Linked DNA regions of Zea mays: region 1 is linked to region 2. Evidence: chromatin contacts called from public Hi-C data. All regions are on one chromosome and are shown on one strand. Each heading gives the region's core, a stretch centred on a gene start, on an enhancer-like site or on the middle of the called end of the contact. The rest is flanking DNA. Distances are from core to core; before and after follow the strand shown. Region 1 holds the start of LOC103654795 (probable serine/threonine-protein kinase SIS8). Region 2 holds the start of LOC100193694.

What was found. A called contact is a pair of places that touch in the nucleus more often than the background predicts.
Region 1: a Hi-C map of endosperm shows a contact between it and region 2, with 2.8 times the contacts expected there. The contact joins the promoter of LOC103654795 here to the promoter of LOC100193694 in region 2. A contact is called at or near these places in 3 of 25 Hi-C or Micro-C datasets (ear, endosperm and tassel).

Annotation. Positions count from the first base shown.
Region 1 is chr4:238,381,979-238,388,421 of Zm-B73-REFERENCE-NAM-5.0, forward strand. LOC103654795 (probable serine/threonine-protein kinase SIS8) reads left to right here and starts at 4,760. Exons shown (of 12, transcript XM_008681611.3): 1 at 4,760-5,907. The coding sequence starts at 5,038.
Region 2 is chr4:237,917,131-237,923,156 of Zm-B73-REFERENCE-NAM-5.0, forward strand. LOC100193694 reads left to right here and starts at 4,123. Exons shown (of 15, transcript NM_001358863.1): 1 at 4,123-4,466. The coding sequence starts at 4,331.

The DNA.
Region 1 (6,443 bases), core at 3,510-6,009, 470 kb after region 2:
TGCTCGGCTTGTTCCTGAGCCCAGCGGCGATCACGTCGTCGGGAGTTCCTTCGTTCTCTGAAGACGCGTTCTTCCGGAGTTTCTCCTATCTCCGAGACCTCGTCTCGCGAGACAGGTTGCTCCGGATCTCGTTCTCCGGCCGCGTGATGTCGTCGAACGTTTCTGCGCCGGTTCCTCCGTCGGCGGGATTCTCGTTGAGGCGGTTCTTCTCCGGGTGCGGTCGGCTCGTCATCGGAGACGGTGGGCGACTCCACTCTCCCGATGAAGAGGACGTCGGGGTAGAATGGTGCTGCTGTCGTGGCGACCTTCTTTCCGTTCTCCTTTGAGGGCAGAGGAACGGAAAGAACAACTTGCTTCCTCTTGGTCTCCTTCTTCCTCGCGATCTGTGTCCATTCTTTTGTCGGGGAAGTAGACAGTGAAGTTCTCCGGGTCAGCGGGCCCTCGGCACCCGACTTTCCAGAGACGATCTTTTTCCGGAGAGCTGGAGGTTGCGCTTCTCCGACATTTTCGGAGTTTGTTGGCGGAGACTTCTTTTCCGGCGGATCCGCAATGCGGTGTAGAGTTCCCTCTTCATCTGCTACGGATGAGATTGTTCCGAAGCAGAATACGGATCCGGGACGGAGGGTGATCTTGCTGTGGAAGGTGACGGCCATTGAGCTAGCTTGGATCGTCGACACACTCCCTACCTGGCGCGCCAGCTGTCGGTGTTTTGGGTCCGACCGCACACCCGGGGTTGCCCCTCAAGGTGTTTTTAGGAGTAGGACGGTGTCGACGACTGTAGCAAAATGGTTCGTGCCGGTTGCACGAGGGACAGTGGACGATGTTTACAGGTTCGGGCCACTTTGAGATGCGTAACACCCTACGTCCTGGTGAGTATGCTGGGTGAATGAGGTTACAAGAGAGTTCTCCGAATTGAGAATGCAGAGAGTTGAAGTGGGTGACTAAGTAATAGGGTCGATCGTTCTGAAGGGGTGCCCCCTAGGCCTTATATACTCGACCGTGGGGCAATACACGTGGATATGATAACAACGTGTAGCTAGAAGATATTGAACTGTTTGAGTTTATCTCCTTGTAGTTCTGCCGACCTATCCTCGCATGGTTCCGTTGCATGGGGGCTCCAGCGTGGGAAAGTCGGATCTCTGTTGTGGTCGCTCGCTCGACGTTGCGGGCCGTCCGGGTTTGCACCAATCCGGCCCCATGTCGATCTGCTTTGCTGGTTGTCCCTCCCCAGGCCCACGAAAGAATGACCTTACGATTTATTGGGCCCTTGGGCCTTTCGTGAGGTCTTTTACTCTTTTAGTGGACCCGAGGGATATCTATCCCCCACAGGGGGTGGTTGAATTCATTCAAAAACTTTAATCTCTGATTCATAAACCCCCTCTTCTATTCATAGGTTTGCACTCTCCATTTTGATTAAGTTGCTTTCCAACATACGTTTGATATGGATCCTAGGTGGCCCATGAGCTTCTTCGTTACTGTGTCGCTAATCACTCAAGGATCTATGGTCCATGAGCAGTTGAAAAGGTCACCCTCTTCGACAACATATGCAAGTGCTTGTCTGTGGCCCGTGCCAAGAAGATCAGATGACACTATGCTGCTCCAAATGGAAAAGCAAAGCTTCCACAATAGGCCTACCGAAACTAAATTTAAGCTAGAACACATGTGACATGTTTTTCATCATCAACCAAAATAGTGTGCGTGACATGGTGACTCCGACTCATCGATGTGAGCAAATGATCTCATAACGTGGAGAGCAATTATAGCTCCACATTGTTTGATAATGTCGAACCACCACGCCCTAATACCATGATACAACAAGAGCACAACGCAAGTGTAAAAGCCTACCAACTAGTCCCTTGGCTATAAGGAGACCATAGTGAAGCACCTCTGGAAGACTAACGAGAAGATAAAATATGTACGAGCAGTTTACAAAGCTAATGGATCAGAGCATTCAACTACATGAGTAAAGGTATGAAAAAAGATCCACATGTTGACCTAAAAAATGACCAAACAATTAAAAATAGAAGACGAAGAAAAATGAGAAAGAAGTTGGAGAGGATGATGATGGCATTGAGGAGTAATTTCATTTTTATGAATTATGTAATATTTAATTCTTTAATTATTTCGTATTTTATTTATTTTGTTTTTTTTCCTGTTTTTATGAGTTTTATTTTTTATAAGTTCTATATGTTTTGTCTGAATTATGGATTTTTTTCTTTAGTTATGTGCTCTATATTTTTGTTCACGTTGTGTTCCGCTTTAAACACGAATATATAAAAGAGAAATTGATGTGACACTGAGATAACTCTAGATTGATGATAAAAGCTGTGCTGTAGATATCAGCTATGCTAGAAGCCTAGAACTAGATTAGAACCAACCTGCCATAGTGCCATGTCAGCGTGCTAATCCATCCCATCTATCTATACGTCAGCGTGCTCATCTATCCATTCCATCCGCTCCCTCCGTTGGCCGCCACGCCCGTCAAACCATTTCAGTTTTACCTAGCGGCAGGTCTGCAGGTGGCAGCACACGGTGTTATTGATAACAGTAATCTCTTCTCTACTAACTATTAAGGGGGCAGTGTAGACTGCCCCCGCTCCCGCAACTCCCGCTCCCGCAACGCCCCGCCAGCGAAACCCTCGCACGCCCGCGCAACTACCTCCCGCGCGCGCCGCAGTAGGTTTGGAGGATAAGATTCGGGAGAGATGGCTTCCGGTGGGCAGCCGCAGTTCCGGTACACGCAGCCGTCGTCGAAGGTGCTCCATCTGCGGAATCTGCCGTGGGACTGCACTCTAGAGGAGCTGGTCGAGCTGGGGACCCCCTTCGGCAAGGTCGTCAACACCATCGAATTCGTCGAAGCCTTGCGACGGCCTCGCCACCGGCAACGGCAGGGACGACGAAAATGCCGCGCTCCCTTGCGACGGCGACGACCCCGGCAACGGCCTCGCCACCGGCCACCAGCATCGGGCTGCACATCGCCGGGTCCACGAAGTCCTTCTGGATGGAGCCATCAATTCCAGCAAACACAAAACCGTCAGGAGCCAGCCCAGAATCAACTCAAAATCAAGAAACCGAAACAGCTCCCACGCGAGACGTGGAGAAAGAGGGAGAAGAAACCAGACCTGCATGTCAATAACGAGCATGACCGTCTCGCTCCACTTGGCGGGGGCCCTTGGGACGGTGGCGCCGCTGCCGCCGGAGAACCAGCGGCGCTTCAGGTAGTGGAAGAGGAACTTGTCGAAAGAGAGGAGCAGTACCAGCAGGCACGACAGCAGCGCCAGATGTGATGGCATAAATCGCCAGCGAAAAAATGGGCAAAACAAAAACAGAAAACGATAAGGATTCGATGCAACGCGAATGTGCAGTAAGAAATTTATTTTATATCATCACAAGGCGATTAGAAGAGCGTGTGCTGTTTGATCCTCACAAAACTGGATATGGGATTCTGAGGTTGGGTGGCACCATGTCACTATGGTATGTGGTGTATACGAACCACAATCAGGCATTCATCGAATTCGCGAGTACTACCAGCTTTCCCTCCTGCTTATGTTAGCAAGCCTGACTCGTATTGGCCAGCCACTTGTCTGTCTGGTGGACACGGAGATGTCAGAACCAGAGTATCAGACTATGTAGATCGGACTTCCGGATCATTAGTACTGAATTGTGGCAAAGTGGTTGTAATATACAGTACATTAGTTATCCAGTTAGTTTTGGGGGAGAAGCTATGTTCTCTGGCTCATGTTGTTGTTACTTAAATCAGCCAGTTGGATGTGCCAGTTGCATAGGATGTTTGTCATTGGAATTTGGAACTGACCAATTCGATTTGACTGCGATTAGTAATGGTTGTACCCCCCTCTCTCTGTTTCTTGTTGCCTAGGTTCTATGATATGTGGTGAAAAATAACAATCTTAACCCCATTATGAAGTCTTGGCACAAGAAAAAACCCCATGATTATATTATCATGGACTTCATTTTTGGTAAATAGAAGTGAGACCACTGAAATATCTATGGAAATTTGTCTTGGAGGGGGGGATGATTTATCGTCTGGTGAAACAGTTGTGATATGTGACTGCATGTTCTTTTTAATTCCTTTTATTGTTTTGCAGGGCGACCAAAATCAAGCTATTGCCATGATATCATATTACGCCTCGTCAACAGAGCCAGCACAGGTAAGAGGGAAAAATGTATACCTTCAGTACTCAAATAGACAGGAGATTGTCAACAACAAGGCAACTGGGGAAGGTTCAGGCAACGTTTTGCTTGTGGGAATGGAGGGTGTTGCACCAGATTCTGTCAGCATTGATGTTCTACACGTGGTAAGGATGTTAACAGTTGCATCGAGATTTATGTTATTTAGGCCAACTGATTTTATCTGCAGGAATACTTTGATGTGGCAGGACTGTCTTTTAGTGATGCTAACAAAAGTATAGAATAATAATTAGTATTTTTGCATATCAATGTATCTTATCATATTGATTCCATAGCAAAAGACGAATATACACCTATATCTTTTAAGGTATGTAAACATCTACTTTTAGTGATACTAACAAAAATATAGAATAATAATTAGTGTTTTTGTATATTAATGTATGGGTAGGATCACAAATAAATTATGAAATCTTTTCCTATAATATTATAGCACATTTATACATGAGTTATCATGGTATTTTATCTTCCCGTTGCAATGCACGGGCATCCACCTAGTAATAGAATAAACAATAAACGCAATGAGAGAGCAAGGTATTGGTGCTCCCTGTCGGCTGTCTTCGCCGCTGCGTGTACCTTCCTCTTCCAGCCGCGTCGAACCCGAGCGCGAAGCATCCACGACGACGCCCCCAACAGAATACAAAAATAATAATAAAAAAACCCACAGGTCACGAATGGATAGGTAGATCGCTCGAAGCGATTGAAAAATCTGCCTCCGACAATTCCTAGCGCGATTCAGCAGCTGCCTCGGATCGGATCGGATCGGATTGGACCGGCGCCGGAAGAGGAGAGGAGGCGTGGGGGGGTTCGGGGCCTGCCTCGCTGCCGCCCATGTCCCGCATGAAACACCTGCTACGCAAGCTCCACCTCGCCGGGGGCCCCGCCGGGGCCGGGGCCGGGGGCGCGGCGCCCGACCACCACCGCTCGAGGCACCGCCGCTCGGGGCATCCGACGCCGCCGCCGCCGGGGGCGGCGGTAGCGGCCCCCGAGCCGCCGCAACCGGCGGTTACTCCTGCCGCGGCTGTGTCGATCGCCCCCGCGGTGGAGGAGCCTAGAGGCCTCGAGGCGGAGGCGGCCACGACGCGGCTGGAAGAGGACTACCAGGTGCGCCTCGCGCTCGCCATCTCCGCGTCCGACCACGCGGGGCTCGTCGACGCGGACTCCGTCCAGATCCGCGCGGCAGAGCTCATCAGCCTCGGGGCCGGCGCGGGGTCCGGACACGACCGGAGCCCCGCGGAGGCCCTCTCCGCGAGGTACTGGAACCACAGCGTAGTCAACTACGACGAGCAGCTCCCCGATGGCTTCTACGACGTCTGTGGCGCGCAGCTGCATCCCGGATTCCAGGCCAAATTCCCCTCGCTCGAATACCTCAGGGCTGTCCCGCTTGGGCGTGATGCCCCGTTCCTGGCCATTTTGGTGGATCGGGAGCACGACCCTGCCCTAAAACGACTGGAAGATAGGGCTGCACAGATTGCTGCGCAGACTAGGGCAGGACATGGTGGTGCTGCTTCAGCTGAGCTTGCGCAGAAGATTGTGGGTCTCATTGTTAATGCGATGGGCGGTCTGGTTGAGGATGCTGATGGTATGAACAGGGAGTGGAGCATCAAGAGCCACGAGCTCTCTCTCCAGCTAAACAGTGTCGTTCTTCCACTTGGCTCGCTTCGGGTTGGGCTGTCGCGGCACAGATCACTGCTATTTAAGGTTAGTGACTTAACATCCTGCATCATGTCTATGGTTAATCTGATAGTTATCTTATGATATTAGATAGCAAAAGAGTATATGGAAGGATGCTAATAGTTCCCATCTTGTCATATGATTATATCTGGATCGTTAACTTATGACACGTTTGGTGCTTCGTGCACAACTATTGTCATTCCTATACATTTACTCTTTCCAATCATTATATTTGAACGCTAGGAAGATTCAAGGCAAAAGAATAGAACTTCAATTTGGTTTCTCAGACTTATGATCGACCCTTTGTGTATATCTTTTCTAAACATTGTCCCACTCATGGTGTGAACTTACAATTTGAGTGTAATCTTTTCAAATGGGATTGCATATAACTGTCATGCAAACTTTGGGTTTAAGAATTTAAATAGTAGGATAGAAAGTTTTTTCAAACAAAGGTTACATCCCAGGGTTGGTAGCTTTAATCTGTGGCTGCTGACTAGTCTTTGGTCAGTGGTGGTGGACTGAGATGATAAGGTTGCAGGTAGCTGTGTTAGATTATCAGCATT
Region 2 (6,026 bases), core at 2,873-5,372:
ACAATAATCTTCACCATCAAAATATGGTGCTTTGCCTAGAGGTACGAAAAGTAGAGGAGCGCGTTTAGGAATATGGGGATAGCGAAGAGGCATCTTACTATAATTCTTGTGCTCTTGGCGCTTTGATGTAGTAGACTCGGCGCTGAATGTGGAAGGTGATGAAGAGTCGGTCTCGTAGTAGACCACCTTCTTCATTTTCTTTTTCTTCTTGTCACCCTTCCTATGTGACTTGATGGAGGAAGCAGATTCTTCCTTGTGCCTGTTGCCGATCTTCTTTGACGGAGTTCGTTCATCGTTCTTCCTTCCCAATCCTTTGGGATTGTCGCCGGTGATCATCATACTTCGAGTTATTAGACTCTTAATGAAGCATCGGGCTTTGATACCAATTCAAAGTCGCCTAGAGGGGGAGGGGGTGAATAGGCGAAACCTGAAATTTACAAACTTTGAACACGCTCTATGCTCGGGGTTAGTGTTAGAAATAATTCGGAGTGCGAAAGATAGTTCTCCTTGCCGAGAGTTGCTCAATCAATGCGGATAAGTTTGGGAGCCAACTCAAATCAATATGTGCAAGGGAACTTTTAGAGAGAGGAGAGGGGATAAACAAATCGAATGGAGATCAACACAAATGAACACGATGATTTGTTTACCGAGATTCGGTTCCAAAGAACCTAGTCCCCGTTGAGGAGGCCACAAAGGTCGGGTCTATTCCAACCATTTCCCTCTCTCAATCGGTCACACAGACCGGTCGAGTGCTTCTTCTTAATCACTTGGGTCACTAAGACCCCGCAAGGATCACCACACACTTAGGTGTATCTTGCTTGCTTTACAATTCACTTAGAAGGTTGAGAAAGAGATGAAGAAAGCACGATTGCGAAAACCAAGCAACAAGAGCGACAAATAACACACGGATCACACTCAAGTCACCTAGCACTAGTGATCACTTGTCTTAATTGTGGGACTTGGAGAGATTGGAAGCCTTGAATGTGTCTTGGAATGGATTGCTAGCCCTTGTATTGAATGTGAATGAATAGAGTGCTTAATTGTTGTGAATGGAGGTGGTTGGGGTTGTATTTATAGCCTCCAACCACTTTCTAGCCGTTGCTCCAATTCTGCCAACCACGGATGGTCCGCGCTCCTGGTCCGGACGATCCGCCCCTGCACATCAATGGCTGAAATCGCAACGGTCAGCAGTAACAGCTATAGCGCATTTAATGTGTCGTCAGCTGTCAGATAAAGTAGTCGCGGACGGTCCGATCGTGCACCCCGGACGATCCGCGAGGATGCTAAAAATGCATTTTACCGAACCCGTCACCTTCAGGTTTTCTGGTTTTTCAACGACCGGACGGTCCGCGCCTGAGGCCGGACGGCCCGCGGTTGGTATCGGACGGTGCTCGCTTCTCCATCGGATGGTCCGTAGTGTTAACTTGTGTTTTTGCAGTGTTCATGTCCGAGGCTCACCCTGGTATCGCAGACGGTCCGCCGCAAGGGCCCGGACGGTCCGAGCATAGGTGTTTTTCCAAAAAACTTCTCCTATCCGGAATAATCTACGATATTCCTGACAGTCGACTCAGAATAGTTGTAGATGAACTTATGCACCTGATAAATGATCAACTAGGCAAACTAGTTAGTCAATAAGGTTTGTGATGGTTGTCAAACACCAAAAACGATTATAGGAAATGTTTAAGTCCATTTCCCTTTCAATTACACTGTCAGCGGGGAAGCTTCGTCATAAAGGAAATCTTGAACGTTGAATTCTTCATGACGAAGGTTGTCATGATTGCAACCATCATGATCTTGGTACCTGTAGTTGTAAATGTTTTTGTGCGCTTCGACGTTGCACATCTCTTCAGTTGCTTCGTCAATCTTCCTCTGAAGCTGAGAAAGACGAAGCATTTTCTCCTTGCGCTTCTCGACTTGCTGATGGATGAGTTTGAGGTTGCTGATCTCCTCATCAATCTCTTCTTCTTGGGGTGCTGAGCTAGTGGCCTTCTTCTTTTGATTCCTTGCTTCTCCAATGAGAGCTTCCTTCACTTAATTAGGATTAAGGGGTGCAAGGATAGAGCGAGTTCCCGTTGTTTTCTTCAGCGGCATGGTGTATGTTGATGTGGTCGTGGAATCACCGGAAGTACGCGTCAATGTTGGGTGCTTGATTTAAATCCCATGAAAGCGTTGAAAATCAATACAACACGAGTTAAATAAGAGAACCTTCATCCTTGACTTAACACTTCTTCGATGTATTAATGTGAATAACGAAGGTCTTCAAAAGAAAATGTAAATGAAATGATGTAGAATGAAATAACATTGCACAATGGGTATGAAACTCATGTCTTTTGCCTTAGCGTTTTATGCAATCTCCCTTTTTATTAGATGAGTTTACATGCATACCTTCGGCTCCTTAACACAAAGTGGCATGAAGGTTCTATGAAGGCTAAGCAATACGAAGCTGTGACCCTCGAAAATGTATTTTATGCATGATATCGTTCATCTATTTATATGAAAGATTAACCGAGTTTGTACAAAATTTTAATTGCGTCCATTAAAGCTTTACACTTATTGTTTACAAATGTCGTAGTGATATTTCCGTCTTTTCCCTTTCTTTACACTTATGACACCCTTTTCATCGTTCTTCATCCGAGACCTCTTTCCCGCAGCGGCTGGCTACCTCGACACACATCTTCGTTGCTTGTGCGTATAGATGAAGCTTGTCTTCACGTTGCTTTAGCTGATGACCAGCTTCGTCTAGCCTGAATTACACACCTGAAACAGTCGAAAGCATTCATTATACACATGGAACACATTTGATTACGTAATACAGGTATTTTGAGGACCTTCGACAATGTATGCCTCAACAATAAGTTTAGAGAGTTTTTAAAGAACTAGAAAAGATGTTATATTATCTTCAACAACTTACTCAAGATATATTTTATTTTATTTTATTTTATTTTATTTTATTTAAGTTTATAAACATTATATTCTATCTTATATTTTCTATCCTATCATATCTATACTATACTTAAAGCACCAGTTTCAACGGTCGTCCTGCGTCATCTTTTTACAAATAACCCCTCACAACTATTTTAAATTAATCCACTGCACGTCTATAGATGGCCAAACGACGCCCAGCACGGGCCGCACGCGGGCGACAACTATGGCCCAGGCACGTCATGCCGGCCTACTGACTGTGTCGGGCCAGCCCGTTAGCCCGTCGGCCCATTTAATTAAATCAGCGTAAAATGTTAAAAACGGTGTAGGAGGTGGGGTTCAAACCCATGCCCTGATGGAAGAAGGATATGAGATACTGGTTGAATCTGTCTAACCAGTAGAACATCATGCTAAGATGTTTTTACTATTGAATATAAATTGTATATATGTATATACGTTTTTTGTAAAATAAAAAAATAATCGTGTCGGGCCAGGCTAGCACTACACGCCGAGGCTACAGCCCAAGCACGACATGACGTTCTTGGCTCTTACAAACATTAGGTCGTTTCTGAGACCACATTGGCGCAATGGACTACATGTTGTTTGAGGTTGCTGAATTAGATGGAGCAACAATGATTTGTCACACTAACGACAAAATGAAAGAGTATTTGTTGGTTTTAAGCGTTAGTAATTGCTACGAATTAGCATAATTTATATGTAGCACATCAAATTTTTATTGATGTCTGACTTTAGCAATCACTCCATATTTTGATCTATCTTTTTTATAAGTTTGACTTCATGTGATTTATTTTAGAAACTTGAGCTCACAAACTTTCTCTTATTCGGTCTTTGTATGGTGGAATTATGTTATTTTATAATATTTATTCGTCCAGTCAGTCGTTGTGAACTCTCTTCTAATCGCTCACTTCATTAGCCTTGTTGTACCAAAACATATTGTATGGAGTAAACAATAACATCAGTTAGCCAAATAAAAAAATATCATATAAAGAGTGGAGACAATCAATAAAAATCTTGAAATTTTTTTTGATGAATAATTTACGTGAATGTTGTTGTAAGTCGTCGAAACGCACGAGCAACTGACTGGTTTAACTTTATAAACAAGGTAACATTGTATGTATGAAATAGTGTTTTGGTATCGATACGGTAAACACGGCGCCCCCGCTCGCACGCTCCTTCCCACTCAGCAGCAGCACGCGCTCTGCTCCCCACGCCAGCACGCCCGAGCCCCGAATCGAGTCCCCTACCCCATCGATCCCCGCCGCCCGCCTTTCCCCGCCGCCCGCCTTTCCCCTACCCAGCTCTCGGGGACCTTCTCTCCCAGCCCGAGATCCCTCCCCACCGAGATCCCGCGCCGCCATGGTGTCGTGACGGCGGCGGAGGCGGCGTCATGGAGCGGGAGCCCAAGTCCCCCGACGACCGCCCTGAGCCCGCTGCGGCGGCGGCGCAGCCGCAGCCGCAGCCGCTGGAGTGGCGGTTTGCGCAGGTCTTCGGCGAGCGCGCCGCGGGAGAAGATGTGCAAGATGGTAATAAATTCAACCGGCCGCTGGCCTCTTCGGATCGGCCCAGTACCGTCGTTCCCTCGCGAGATTTGGTCGGTCCGGTGTGTTCCGGAGAGGTTTAGCGGAACCATCCCTTTCGTCGCCACGGGTGTCCGGGGATCGCCGGGGGTTCCTTGGGCCGCTAAACCCAATGGGTCGTGGCTGGCTTTTACGGTGGTTTGGGTGTTGAAGCGTTTGACTTGTTCGAGTCGGAGGAAGTGCTATGCGCAGTGTCTTAATAGGGATTCAGGACTGTTTATTACTCCTTACACCTCGACATGTTGAGGTTTCTCTACTGTGTCTGGTTCGAGCAACTACTTCATGTGGTGGTCTTTGTCGTGTAATTTAGCTCCAACAGATCGGTACTCTGGTAGTTGTGCTTCAGTATTTGGCAAATGTCTATATGTGTTGGGATATGCATTAAAGTTAGAAAGCAGAATGGATTTATTGAAAATATTGCCGTTGTTATATAGGTGTGGCAGTGGAGGGTCCAAAAGCTAAACTTTTTTTCATAATTTGTTGAGGGCTTCTGGTAGTTGATTTTCATTTCCTCGAGGTTTTCATTAGCTCATGGGATTATCTAGCAGATAATATATGCGCTTCTGGCATCTGTCTACCGTAGTTTTAATCTTTAGAAACTTTTTTTTGTAGCTGGGGCTGTCATTGCTTTTATGCTGATGCCTTGGAGGGTCTTAAACTTAAACCTTTTTTCATAATTTGTTGAGGACTTGGGGTTGTTGATTTTTGTTTCCTCGAGATTTTTGCCTGCTCTTGGGATTATCTTGGCAAATGATTTATGAGCTTTTGGCTTCTGTCTACAGTATTTCAATCTTTTGAAAACTTCTGTTTGTAGCTTGAGGCTGTCATTGCTTCTGATCTGTATGCCTTCTGTAGTGTCCTTTTAAGCTTAAGCTGTCTCTTAACATTCTGAGCATTTCATATTTGGTAGGGTTCAGAAGTGTGCCAAGTGTACAAACAATCTGTCAGTTTACCTGACTTCCTCCGGATCATTTACTAAATATAGGCATGCACGTATTGCAATATATTGACTTTTCATGTGGATTTTCAGTTCATCTATGATTTTGTATTGAAAAGGTGTTTTTTATTAGTACTCATTTAGAAATAGTGAGGTATAGCTGTATAGTTCTCTTAGATCTTTGAATAGTGCTTGTCGCGGAATAGTGAGGTATATTTGTTTATACGACCCTTAGGTCTTTGCACTTTATCATGTAAACATTGTTATGATTATGAAAAGGTTGATCAAGGTGTTTGATATCCCCTTTCCTACATACATTAGTTTGAGGGTAGATACATGTCATGTAATTTCTGTTCCAGCCTTGCTGTCTGCTTACATTGCTTGATCATGCTCTTGTTTCAAAAATGTAACTGTTATTTCCATGTGCAGCCTCCCATTAGGAGCATAGGGCACACTTAAGTGTTTTCCCAGGCCAAGCCTGCCGGGCAAGGAAGTGCGGGGGTGCATGGTTTCCTTTTCTGGCATCGATCTTAAACTTGCTTCTTCTTTCCTCTTCTTTCCCGTTCTGA